Regions from separate parts of the Anser cygnoides genome. Here region 1 is linked to region 2. Evidence: chromatin contacts called from public Hi-C data. All regions are on one chromosome and are shown on one strand. The core of a region is the stretch at or near the end of the contact, and the rest is flanking DNA. Distances in the headings are between cores, read along the strand shown. Region 1 overlaps L3MBTL2 (L3MBTL histone methyl-lysine binding protein 2). Region 2 overlaps ACSS3 (acyl-CoA synthetase short chain family member 3).

Region 1 (5,343 bases), core at 438-2,937, 120 kb after region 2:
CTCGTTGTCCCAGCCGTCGAAATGGATGCTGAGCAGACGGTGCACCACGCGCTTCACCGTGGCCACGCAGATGAGCCGGGGCTCCATCAGGTCCACCGCCTCCACCTTCATGCCTGCCTTGAAGCCATGGTTTGGGCAGTCCTGGGTGCATAAAAGATAAAAGAGGAAAACCCAAGGCAATTGCATCCAGTCCAAACCCGCATCCGGACAGCAGCACCCTGCAACAGCTACAGGCTTACGTCCAGCAAGCAGACAGAAAACGCCCAAACTCAAGCCACACTTTGATGCACCTCCAGCCAGCCTTACAACAGGAGGGGACATCTGAACGGATCCAAGGCCAGCTGCATCCCCAGAGAATCTCAGCCCAGCCTTTAGAAAAAAGATCCTGAAGTGGGGGAGCAGCATGCAGGGGTTAAGAGACACCTGATCAAACCCATAGCCTGAGGCAGCGCTGGAAAAATCATAAAGACAAGCACAGGCTCACTGCTGCAGCAGTTTTTCTGATGCCAACCAGACCACTTCCACCCAACAGCATGTCCACAAGTAACAGGTGGTGCAGAACCCACCAGGAGCCTGGAGCACTAGGAAACGCTGCAGAATTGCAGGTTCAAAGACATCACGACATCCACAAAGGCGTGACGGTGCTTGCCCTGAGCAGCCAGACAGGGGAGTTACTTGGAGAGGAAGCCTTGGGATCTCCTCAGAAGTGCTGACTGGCAGCAAAGAGCAGCCCTGTCCGACATCTTCATTAATGATTTGGGTGACATGGCAGTGTGCTCTCAGCAAGTTCCCAGATGACACAAAACTGGGAGGAGCAGCTGACACCCCAGGGGGTTGTGCTGCCATCCAGAGGGACCTGGACAGGCTGGAGAAATGGGCTGACGAGAACCCCGTGAAGTTCAACACGGGGAAGTGCAAAGTCCTGCCCCTGGGGAGGAACAACCCCAGGCACCAGCACACGCCAGAGGCTGACCGGGTGGAAAGCAACAAAACCTTTGCAAGAAAGGACCCAGGGGTCCTGGTAGACACCAAGTTGAACATGAGCCAGCAATGCACCCTTGGGGCAAAGTACACTAACAGTATTCCGAGCTGCATTAGGAAGCACGTTGCCAGCAGGTAGAGAGAAGTGATTCTTCCCCTCCACTCAGCACTGGTGAGGCTGCACCTGGAGCGCTGGGTCCACTTCTGGGCACCCCAGGACAAGAAGGACATGGGTGTACTGGAGAGAGTCCAACAAAGAGTCATGAAGATGATGAAGGGACTGGAGCATCTCTCCTGTGAGGAAAGGCTGAAAGAGTCAGGACTGCTCAGCCTGGAGAAGAGAAGGCTCGGGGCGGGGGGATCTTATCCAGGTCTATAAATACCTGAAGGGCAGGTGCAAACAGAGTGGGACCAGGCTCTTTTCAGTGGTGCCCAGTGACAGGACAAGAGGCAACGGGCACAAACTGGAACACACAGGAGGTTCCACCTGAGCAGGAAACACTTTACTGTGCAGGCAAAAGAGCACTGGCACAGGCTGAGAAAGGCTGGGGAGATTCCCTTCTTGGGGATTTGTGAAAGCTGTCTGGACACAGTCCTGTGCAACCTGCTTGAGCAGAGGGCTTGGACAAGATGACCTCCAGAGGTCCCTTCCAACCTCGGCCACGCTGGCAGTCAGAGCTCTTGTGCTCCACCTAGCTGACTGCAAACATCCCTACACATCTCTCCTCCCAGGCAGCACTCACTGTGTTGAAGAGCCGTGCTGGAACAGGTCTTGATTTAGTCTTTTCCAGGTAAGTTTCCCAGTTGAAGGTCTTTGCATCTTGCCCTGCAGGAGGAAGAATTGGTCAGAGGGAAAAAGGCAGTCACTGGGCAGACCAGCGGAGGGAAAAGGCAGAATGGGCAAGAAGGAACCACAGCAACTGCTTCTAAACCAGTTTCATTAACTGGCACATTCAGCCTAGTTTTGGACATAAATCTAAGGCACAGATTCCACAACAGTCCAGCAACCCCCTCCAGTGGGCAAACAGGGAAGTTGTGCAAGATGCAGCACTGAACGCCCATGTCAGTCACATATCCAGACCACAGAGAAAGGTAAGGAGAAGGAACTAGCAGGAAGAAGCATGTTGAAAGCAAACCACCAAAACCAATCTTTCTCTCACTAGAAGCAACATCAAAGATGACAGAACAGCACTGCACAAAGTGCTGCAACAAAGAAATTCAGAGCAGGCCTTTTTTGGTATGGCCAGATGACGCAGTAAAATCCACTCTGGTTTTTCTGCAAAAAATCTCGAGATGCAATCCTTCTGTCTCAGATTTATTCATGCAAGAAGAGAAGTGGTGACTCCTGCTACTTGTAATGACTGAGTCGTGTAGCAATAGCTCTACTCATCCCTTCCCACCCTCCTTGCCCTTTCACAAAGGGATTTATTCAGTTTGGGGATTGTACACCTCTCCCACTGACCCTGACCAACGCTAACGCCCTCAGGAGATGTAACTTCCATCCACAAAGTGCCACAACTTGGTATACCATCAGAGCTCAAATGGACTGGCTTTGTCCCCAGCCAGCCCTACCTCCCCCCAAAGCAGGCAGGGTGGGACCTGGCGGTTTTGATTCACCTGAACCTGACACTTCTCGGAAAAGCCCATCCAGTAGCTTCCGTGTGCAGGTTTGCATGCCAGACCACAGCCCAGATCTCACCTTTCGGAGGGGTCAGATCGATGCTGTTCTTCTGACAGAAGTTGACAGGGAAGATGGCGTGTGAGGAAGCATGATAGCAGAACCAGTCCGAGCCGTCATCAGATGTGGCTCCATCAATGCTGATCATGAGATATCCGTCCAAGAGGACCTAAGATGAGGGATGAAGGGCATAAATGAAGAGCTTCACTTGCTCTGAGGTCCCTCCTTTCAAAGGATCCCCCAGGAGCTCCCACAGCTACATCACTGTTGCCACTAGATAGCAAAATGCAACGTTAAATGCCCCAGGATGTGTGGTAGCTTCTCCTGGTATGTTAGCCAGCACAAGCTAATCCCCAAAGCAGCAATTACTGCAGGGCTGCAACTACCATGCATGGCTTTGTGAAAAAGGCTCGGCTGTAAGCAGGCAGGGGCGCTGTTCTCCCCCAAAACCAGATTCTTGGCAGCCCAGAGCCTCTACACCAGTCAGGTCAGGAGTTTGTTACGGGGCTGAAGGGAAGGGCACTGCCTTCAGACCTGCCACTTCCTACGGCGGCAAGACTTGTCCCTTCCTGTCACTCGCTGGCAACTAGGACCTACCAAACATGACAGGCATGCCTGCCCCAACCTCTCTGCAGTTCTAAGCACTGGCAAAGGGCAACATTTGCCAGACAAAAGGCTTTCCTGGCATTCCCTTGCCAAATCCCATGCATCAGAGTCCGCTGCTTGAGTTCTATGACAGCTTCTCGAGGGAGCAAGAAAGTCCAGGTCGATGCTATGCTCCAGGAGACGCAAAGCGCCTCACTGAGGAAACCTGGCAGAGCAATTTACTTTCCAACTCAGGCACAGAAGTAGAGCTCACCACCACCCCATCAGCAGAGAAAGCCAGAGAGGCAACCCTCCTCAGCTTCCCAAACCCGTGAGTGCTGTCCATAACGACACACCCCACAGCCCTTTCTCTCCTCAAGGAGGATGCTACAGAGGCCTCCCTTTATGCATTCCGAGAACTGGAGCGCATTAGAGAACAAACCTAGAGGCTGTGATGTCTCAGGTAAAGCCAGAGCGCCTCCTTCCCCCTGCCCCAAACTCACCTTGCAAACAGTGGCCACACAAATGTTGCCCAAATTCAGGGGGTCGATGGCTTCCAGTTTCATGCCTTCCTCAAACCATCCGCCTTCGGCATAGACAGCCCGTACCTAAGGGAGACTCCGGCACATCAGCACTGCCGGGGTACGGGACAGCCCCATCCTGACATCAACTGCCCCAGCTGCAGACAGGAGGATCAGAGCTCCTTTACTTGGCTCAGCCCAAGTCAAGAGGGGAAAGGAAAGAAGAAAACTACAAAGAGGCAGCCGGTGCAACACTGTTTCTGTGCCAGCAAGCTCCTGCCAAGGCTCTGGCCAGTCGCAGCTGCAGCAAGGCCTCCTGATCTCAGTCCCCACCAGTATGACCCAGCCCCAGGTCTGAGCTGCTCTCTCCCAAGCAATCACCTTGCCTCTCCTGCTCAAAACTCCAAGGACTGGAGCCCTCAAACCGAGCCCTTCAATCTGGTGCTGCCTTTAAGATCTTTTATCTTTTTATTCTGCCTTTGCCCTGGCCAACTACAGCCTTGACACCCCAATTACCTTACTGCCCTATAGCTGGAAGGGGGACAAATGATGCCTTTAACCACCCACGCAGCAGAACATACCTAAGGAAGCTGTATCACTGCTTCCTTTACTGTGGCCACCACAGAAAGTGAGACTTGTCTTACCTTTTTAAACAGGTAAGGGACAGCGTCACAGTAAATCTTCCGGAAGGTGGGATGGTTTGCCATGTCACTGCGCTTTTCTTCTGTGAGGAATGGAAGAGGGAAAAGAGAACTGAGAAACCTGCAGCAACCAGAGTAAGAAAACACCCTGGCTATTAATTATCTGCTGAGAACCTAACAGCTGTAGAAGAGCCAAATCAGAGATGGGTAGTAAGAACAGGTCAGTCCCTCTACATCTTCCTGTAACGTAAGCTGCGATACAGGGCTTGCTCAAAAGCAAATGCCCGATCTTCCTGAGCACTAGTGGTAACACCTCGAAATGCAGCTGCTATCACCGGGGACAGGCAGCAAGGGAGGCACAAATCAAAGTATCAATGGGGCTCGAGTCTAAGTCCAGAAGGAAAAAAACAAAAACATGAAGAACGGTCTCAGGAAAAACCCACGTGGTGGCATCTAGTCTTATGGAAACCAGGATGAATTTTCTCAGAAAGACAACAAACACGACAATGCAGGTTCTGCAGTCAGCCTGGGGACAGACTACCTGTAAGAAACCCTAGTCCCAACCTGTGACAACAGATTGCTAAGCTTTTATCTACCTAGAGGGAAAAGCGGCAGACGTGGCTGCACAGACCTTATCCGTCAGGTCCTCCCAGCATGCTGAGCCTGGCGCTAACAGCAGGACCCAGGCAGCACGCAGCAAGCCAGCAGATGCGTGTGGTGGCCTGACCCCTACCTATCTTCTTCATGCTGTGGCCCACTCTCCGTGACCAGCCCACAGGATGGATGAGGGGGCTCCACATGTGGCACCAGAAGTCATCGTCGCTGTCCCCGTCCTCGTAGAGGAGTCGCAGCCGGCCCCCGATGACCGTGTCCACCACCGCCATGCGCGTCCGGGACACGTGGTTCTTATCCACCACCTCCACCCGCATGCCCTGCC
Region 2 (5,736 bases), core at 2,680-5,179:
TGGGACTGATTCTAACCAGGCAGCAGAGGAGAAGGCTAGTTTGATGAGCTGTTGTTGCACGATAGCAATATAAGAGAATTCTTAGAATAGTAAAAAAAACATTATGCGTGTGTAGAGCAGACTAAAAAGAGAGCTGCAAATGGGCTGCATGTGAAACAATGAGATAGTCTTTGATGACAGGCTGCAGAATTCTTGTACTTTGCTACTCACATTTCTTATAGAAAATGTCAAAGCCTCGTATTTCAAAATAGCTTATTCCAACAATACCAACCAGGTACAATCTTACAGTGTCTCTGGATGTTTCTTCACAACAACTGGATTCAATCCACATGCTTTCAAGTCATATTTCAGGTATTTCTTAAACATCTGTTGAAACCACCCTGATGAGTTTACATAAAACATGAACTGACATTTTCAGAACAGTTATGTGAACATAGTCCACACGGCCCAGTTTGAGTATACTCTAAAGATCATAAATATAAGAACATTCAATATCACTGTTGCCTAGCCTTTTAATCTTGCAAAGAAGTTTAAGATAGTGCACAGGGGATGGTCCAGCTTTCTGCTGCGGTGGCTGTATGTTTTCCCTGCACTTCTGTCTTATGAAATACTTGTCACCACCACATCAGAAGGCTCAGCCAGGACAGCTTCATTGCCACAGGCTGGTGCAATAGCACATGCCACAGTTTCATATTTCTTCTAATGAAACATCAAGGGGCATTTGGTAAATCAACTGTGTACTTCATCAATGAAGGCTTCCAAAGAGGATTTGTAAAGACAGATGGGGAAGAAGCGTTTCAGAAAGATGTGAATGGTAATCTGGAAACAGCTGGTCCACAGCAAAGACATCGTCAGGGTAAAAAAGGTAAATGCTGTCAAGCTGTAGTGAACAAGGAGAATCACAGAGTACATCACTAGAGTCTATACACTTAAAATGTGTGTTCGACCTCGTGCCGAAGAGGCAAAGGTCTAAAGATGCAGGAAACTCTAACCACCAATACAGAATCAAAACATAAAGAAAACAGCTGTAAAATGAACATATACAAGAGGTTTTGACCAAGAATTAGTATACATTACTAAAAGATCAAAATGCATAATTGATTTATATTATAGACCTAAAATTAAAGACCAAATACATGTCTCCCTCAGATGCTCGGTTTTCAGGAAAACGTGCAACAGCTTATTTAGTGCTATAATATTTCTAGTGTCCTTGCATCCTGGATCCAATTACAGTGAAAAAAACCTTACTAATTAATGTTTATTTTTTCCTTTAGATGTCATCTCTTTCTTCTACTTTACCTGAAGTGCACTACCACTACTTATGAAAAAGAGCATTAAAACTCTCTGCAAGAACAGGGTAATAGGGAAGAGAACACAAACAAACAGATCTGATGTTCCTTTCATGTATTGGTTAATTTAAAATAAGAATAAAAATTTAAAAAACTAAATTGCTTAAAAAAAAAAAAGACAAAACAACTTCCCCCTTTCCTCCCAGCATCTCTGTCATCAGAAATTTGGCAGTAGTGCACATCCAAAGCTTTTATCAAATGAAGCCACTCATTTTTACATTGTTTCATCTGTTTTATTGTAAAATACTAGACATTTACGTATTTACTGTGTATGTATTTCTTTTAAAATGTGTAAGTCTTATGTAAATGGATATAAATATGATTTTTTAAAAATAAAATCTATGGTACATGGGGTCTCAGTGCAAACATTTGACAATGCAGTGTCAATAATACTGTTTGTAACTTTCCATTCCACCATTTTTACAGTTTTTGGATTGTAACAGTCAAATGAATATGTTTAGCAGAGTTAGAAGCTTCAACATGTTCCTACTGTAAAATCTGTCAATATTTAAAGCTGAACACCTGCCTCTGATGATGTATAGTAGAATGACATAACCTGGAACTGGAGCCAAAATGGACCTCTAAAGACAAAATGGAAGTGTTAGATATATATAGAGAAGCACCATGATGGCTCACCTCTTAAAATCACACAAATAAACCCAGAACTGTTTACAAAAAAAAAAAAAAAAAGGCAAAAAAAAGGCGATTTAATAAAACAGGATTTATACAAAAAAAAAAAAAAAAACCTTTCTTCTATGTTACCTGCGGACCAAGAAGAATCTTGCTTTACCAAGAGCCACCTTTTTGTTCCAGGATATTCAGACACCAGCCAGCATTGGAAAATTAAATCTAATAATTGCATAGAATGAATAGAGTGCGATTCTCACGTTTCCAAATATATTCCACAAAGAAAATGAAAGAAAAGAGAAGCCAAACCCCACCATTTCTTCATCATAACAGGGCATTAGACAGGCTCCTGTCTGATGTTCTGCTTTTAGCCAAGATGGCCTTGCTGAGACTTCACACAAGTCTGTTTTATCAGAGGAAATAACTGAAAGACAGAGTGATTAATATATAGTGTATAAAAGTTTAGAAGAGCAAATATTACCTGCTGTGGCTTTATTTGGTGGTGTTATTGTTGTTTATTCTTTGTTTAAATGGGAAGTTTCAAAGTAAGACCTACTTAATAGTCATTTACCTATTTGCTATTTTTCTGCTGCTTGATCTTAGCTCAAGACCTGTCTTTTAGTTATTTCTTTTAGCAGTTTGATCTGCCATGTTTGCACGTACATAAACATTTGTTTTGTCTATTTTCATTTGGCAAACTTCAGTCAATCAGATGGTGAAAGATTTTTCTCCCCCAATGTCAATAAAAAAAGAATTCAGTGCTATTTGTGTTTATAAGTCTATTAAGCTTGGTACATAGTAGCTTTAAAATAGTTTGGATGTCATGTACTTGTCATGGCTAAGCAGAAGCACATTTTGCCACTAACAGGTATGAGTTACGATGAATTTTCTGGTCAGAATCTGCCACGAGAGGGAGCACGGAACTTGCTGATGCATCCGATTGGATGGCTTTGGGTAGAACAGAGCTGTAAAGAGACAGCAGACACAGACAGCTCTTCTACATACAGCTTCTGGGGCTTACCTGACCTTGCTGCTGATGCTCCTTCTCCACCCACAGCCGTATTTTGGATTAGTTTAATCCAGAATGTCACCAAGTAAAGCAATGCAAACACCCTTTGCAGTGTTTGTGGTATCATTTGTATGCACTTCTCATAAACTCCAGTTCCAATTTTCCAGAATTTCTTTTCCAGTGTACATTTCCAGTCACAGCCCACACTCAAATTCGGTGGCGTGGGGGATAAGGGGCAGAAGGAAATGAGCTGTGTTGGGGAAAAGAGCGAGCAAGATCTGCAAATGAAGCTCTAGGAACACTGCCCTGGGAGTACCCCCTACTTATTTCCACAGTAGAAAAAACAGGCCAGAAGAATTAAACATATATTAAAAAAATACAATAAATAAAATAAATGTACTATTATGACTTCTTTTTGATCTCAGGCTAACATATCAAAACTCCTAGTATATCCAAAGCACAGCCACAGCTCTACTCTTACCAGCTAGAAATTGTGGCTATGCTGGCCTCTGATCCACAATCGGTGAATAATTATTGTATCAACTTCTTCCAGCTGAATTTCAGTATCTCCCTGGCCATTCAAATCTACCCACATGCTTCTTCTCTATAAATAAAATACGATAAAAATAAATAAATTAAGAAAAAAGAAGTGCTCTCCTACCACTTGTTAAATGGGCTTGTTCTTTCTTGATTGTACAACCAGGCTGCAGTGCAGCAATGGACCTGAGTACAAGAACAATTACCTCCTTCCCCTTCCACAGCTTGGCACAAACCTAAAGCTGTAAGCAAAATATTCTGCAATCACAGATCCTCAGAAAAAGGCTCCTTTGGGAAACAAAAGCAATGCTCATGAAAAAAAAAATATTTTTCCATACTTCATCACTGCTATGATGTGGCTCTCTTTATCTGGGTTTTCTGAATGCTGATGAATAAGCCCTTTGGCATTTCTGGAATCCTCCACATTATCATGGCAGTAGCAGTGAGTGCTCCTGACCACTATGCCCCTCTCTTATCTCAGTTTTGATCTTGAATATTTTCCAGCATAACAGGAAAAAAAAAAAAAAAAAAGGTCTTAAAAAGGTCTTAAAATACGCTCACAACTTCTGAATCTGCCAATTGCTTATTGTTTATTCCTCGAAATAGCAATGCTGCATTTGAGCAGCATTTTCTTCTGCTTTTAAACTTTTCATTTATTTTTACATGTATTTCAATGTATTTTATATATATTTTACACGGATTTTTACATTTCTTGTTCAGTTAAAAACTGCAGCTTAAGAAGTAATGCATTTAGAGTGTATATCCTCCACTTCCTGATACATTAAGAATCCTGAAAGTATTTTGAAAATGCCAATACTGTCAAGGAGTGGTTGCTCGGTATGTGTATTTGCTACATTTCTTAGCGATATGTATCTCAGCAAGCCTGAAACATCTAATTATGTCAGTGAAAGAACATCCTGGTTTATCCTTTTCATAACAGTTATGAAAAACACAACAACAAAATTATCAGAAAATGCAAGGGGTAAATGCTTGCATTTATTTAAAATACGTATTTTCTATTCAACATTACTATAGATAAATTAAGATTTTAACAGACTTGAAAGACAGAAATCAGCTATTATTTTACAAAAAAAAAAAAAAAAGGCACTTCCAAAAGTCATTGACTAAAGCAATTAGAAGAATTTGTAGCATAAAGATTTAGGAAAAATCAGTGGAATAGAGAAAACTAACTTAAAAATTTTTAAATTCATAAAAATTTAACTGGCATAAGGCTCATAATTTATAAGTGAAGACAAGTTATGTCTGCAACGATTTTCACATCAGAATTCCTACTTATTGCTGTCTTCAGTTTGTGACTTACCTTCTGAAAGCTGTTTTAGCCAAACTCAAGTTATTGGCTTCATTATACAATAATGGATATTGTAGAATCTCCATCACTAGAGATTTTCAAGATGTAATTGGACAGGGTACCAGGTAATTTCATCTAGGCTCCCTTTCCCCATGAAAAGTTGGACCTGATGATCTTTCAAGGTCCTTTCCAACCTGGGCTGTTCTGCGATTCCATGATTCTATTATAACGAGATAATACAGTGACTCCCTCCAAAGCTATATCAGTGTATGAATACTATTTAAAATTTTTAGCAATCTTAACATACAGCATATAATGACAACATGCAGTCTTCAGTATGCTTCATTGGCTATGGCAATATGGTAAAGAACACAGTACCATTTACGTAATAAAGAAAAAAAATAGCCCCAATCATGACTATTTTTTAAAATATGTATTTCCTAACAGAAAGCCTCTGTATGTTTCAGTAACTGACGCTTTTATTAACCTATTACCCCATTGATTTTTTCTTCAGCACTTCTTCTATGTGTTTAAACACGCTAGCATCTTCAATGGTTGGTGTTATCTGAAAAGGAAGAATATACATAAGCACGTGATAGTAGATTGCAGTCCTTCAACAGTAAAACAGAATTTCATCCAGAGAATCTTCTAAATCTAGCCTTTGAAAACAGACAAGAAAAAAAAATGTATCTGATAAGCTCTGGAATGTGAAAATCTTTTGGGTAATAAATAGTAGAAATAAAATACTGTGTAATACTTGAAGTCATGGACCAGTTGCAGAATGGTCTCGAGAATCAAAACCATGATGTTGGGTCTTTGGATGCATTTATGTGCCTAGTTCATTAAAGCATACATCTTCAACTACCTTATACGGCTTTCCACTGACAAGTGCAGAAAGAGCTGAA

Evidence for each region. A called contact is a pair of places that touch in the nucleus more often than the background predicts.
Region 1: a Hi-C map of granulosa cells shows a contact between it and region 2, with 4 times the contacts expected there. The contact joins two enhancer-like sites. A contact is called at or near these places in 2 of 7 Hi-C or Micro-C datasets (granulosa cells and liver).

Annotation. Positions count from the first base shown.
Region 1 is chr1:54,451,049-54,456,391 of Taihu_goose_T2T_genome, forward strand. L3MBTL2 (L3MBTL histone methyl-lysine binding protein 2) reads right to left here. Exons shown (of 16, transcript XM_066995782.1): 9 at 5,140-5,343; 10 at 4,410-4,489; 11 at 3,748-3,852; 12 at 2,681-2,828; 13 at 1,725-1,807; 14 at 1-141. Among named protein-coding and RNA genes, the nearest start is that of L3MBTL2, 10 kb to the right of the region's middle. Within about 2 kb of position 1,688, at least 2 of the 3 cell types and tissues checked have open chromatin away from gene starts, as enhancers often do.
Region 2 is chr1:54,331,567-54,337,302 of Taihu_goose_T2T_genome, forward strand. It overlaps ACSS3 (acyl-CoA synthetase short chain family member 3), which reads right to left. Exons shown (of 16, transcript XM_066995750.1): 15 at 5,697-5,736; 16 at 1,731-5,396. The coding sequence ends at 5,322. It overlaps PPFIA2 (PTPRF interacting protein alpha 2), which reads left to right. Exons shown (of 32, transcript XM_066995714.1): 32 at 1,275-2,094. Among named protein-coding and RNA genes, the nearest start is that of ACSS3, 74 kb to the right of the region's middle. Within about 2 kb of position 3,930, at least 1 of the 3 cell types and tissues checked has open chromatin away from gene starts, as enhancers often do.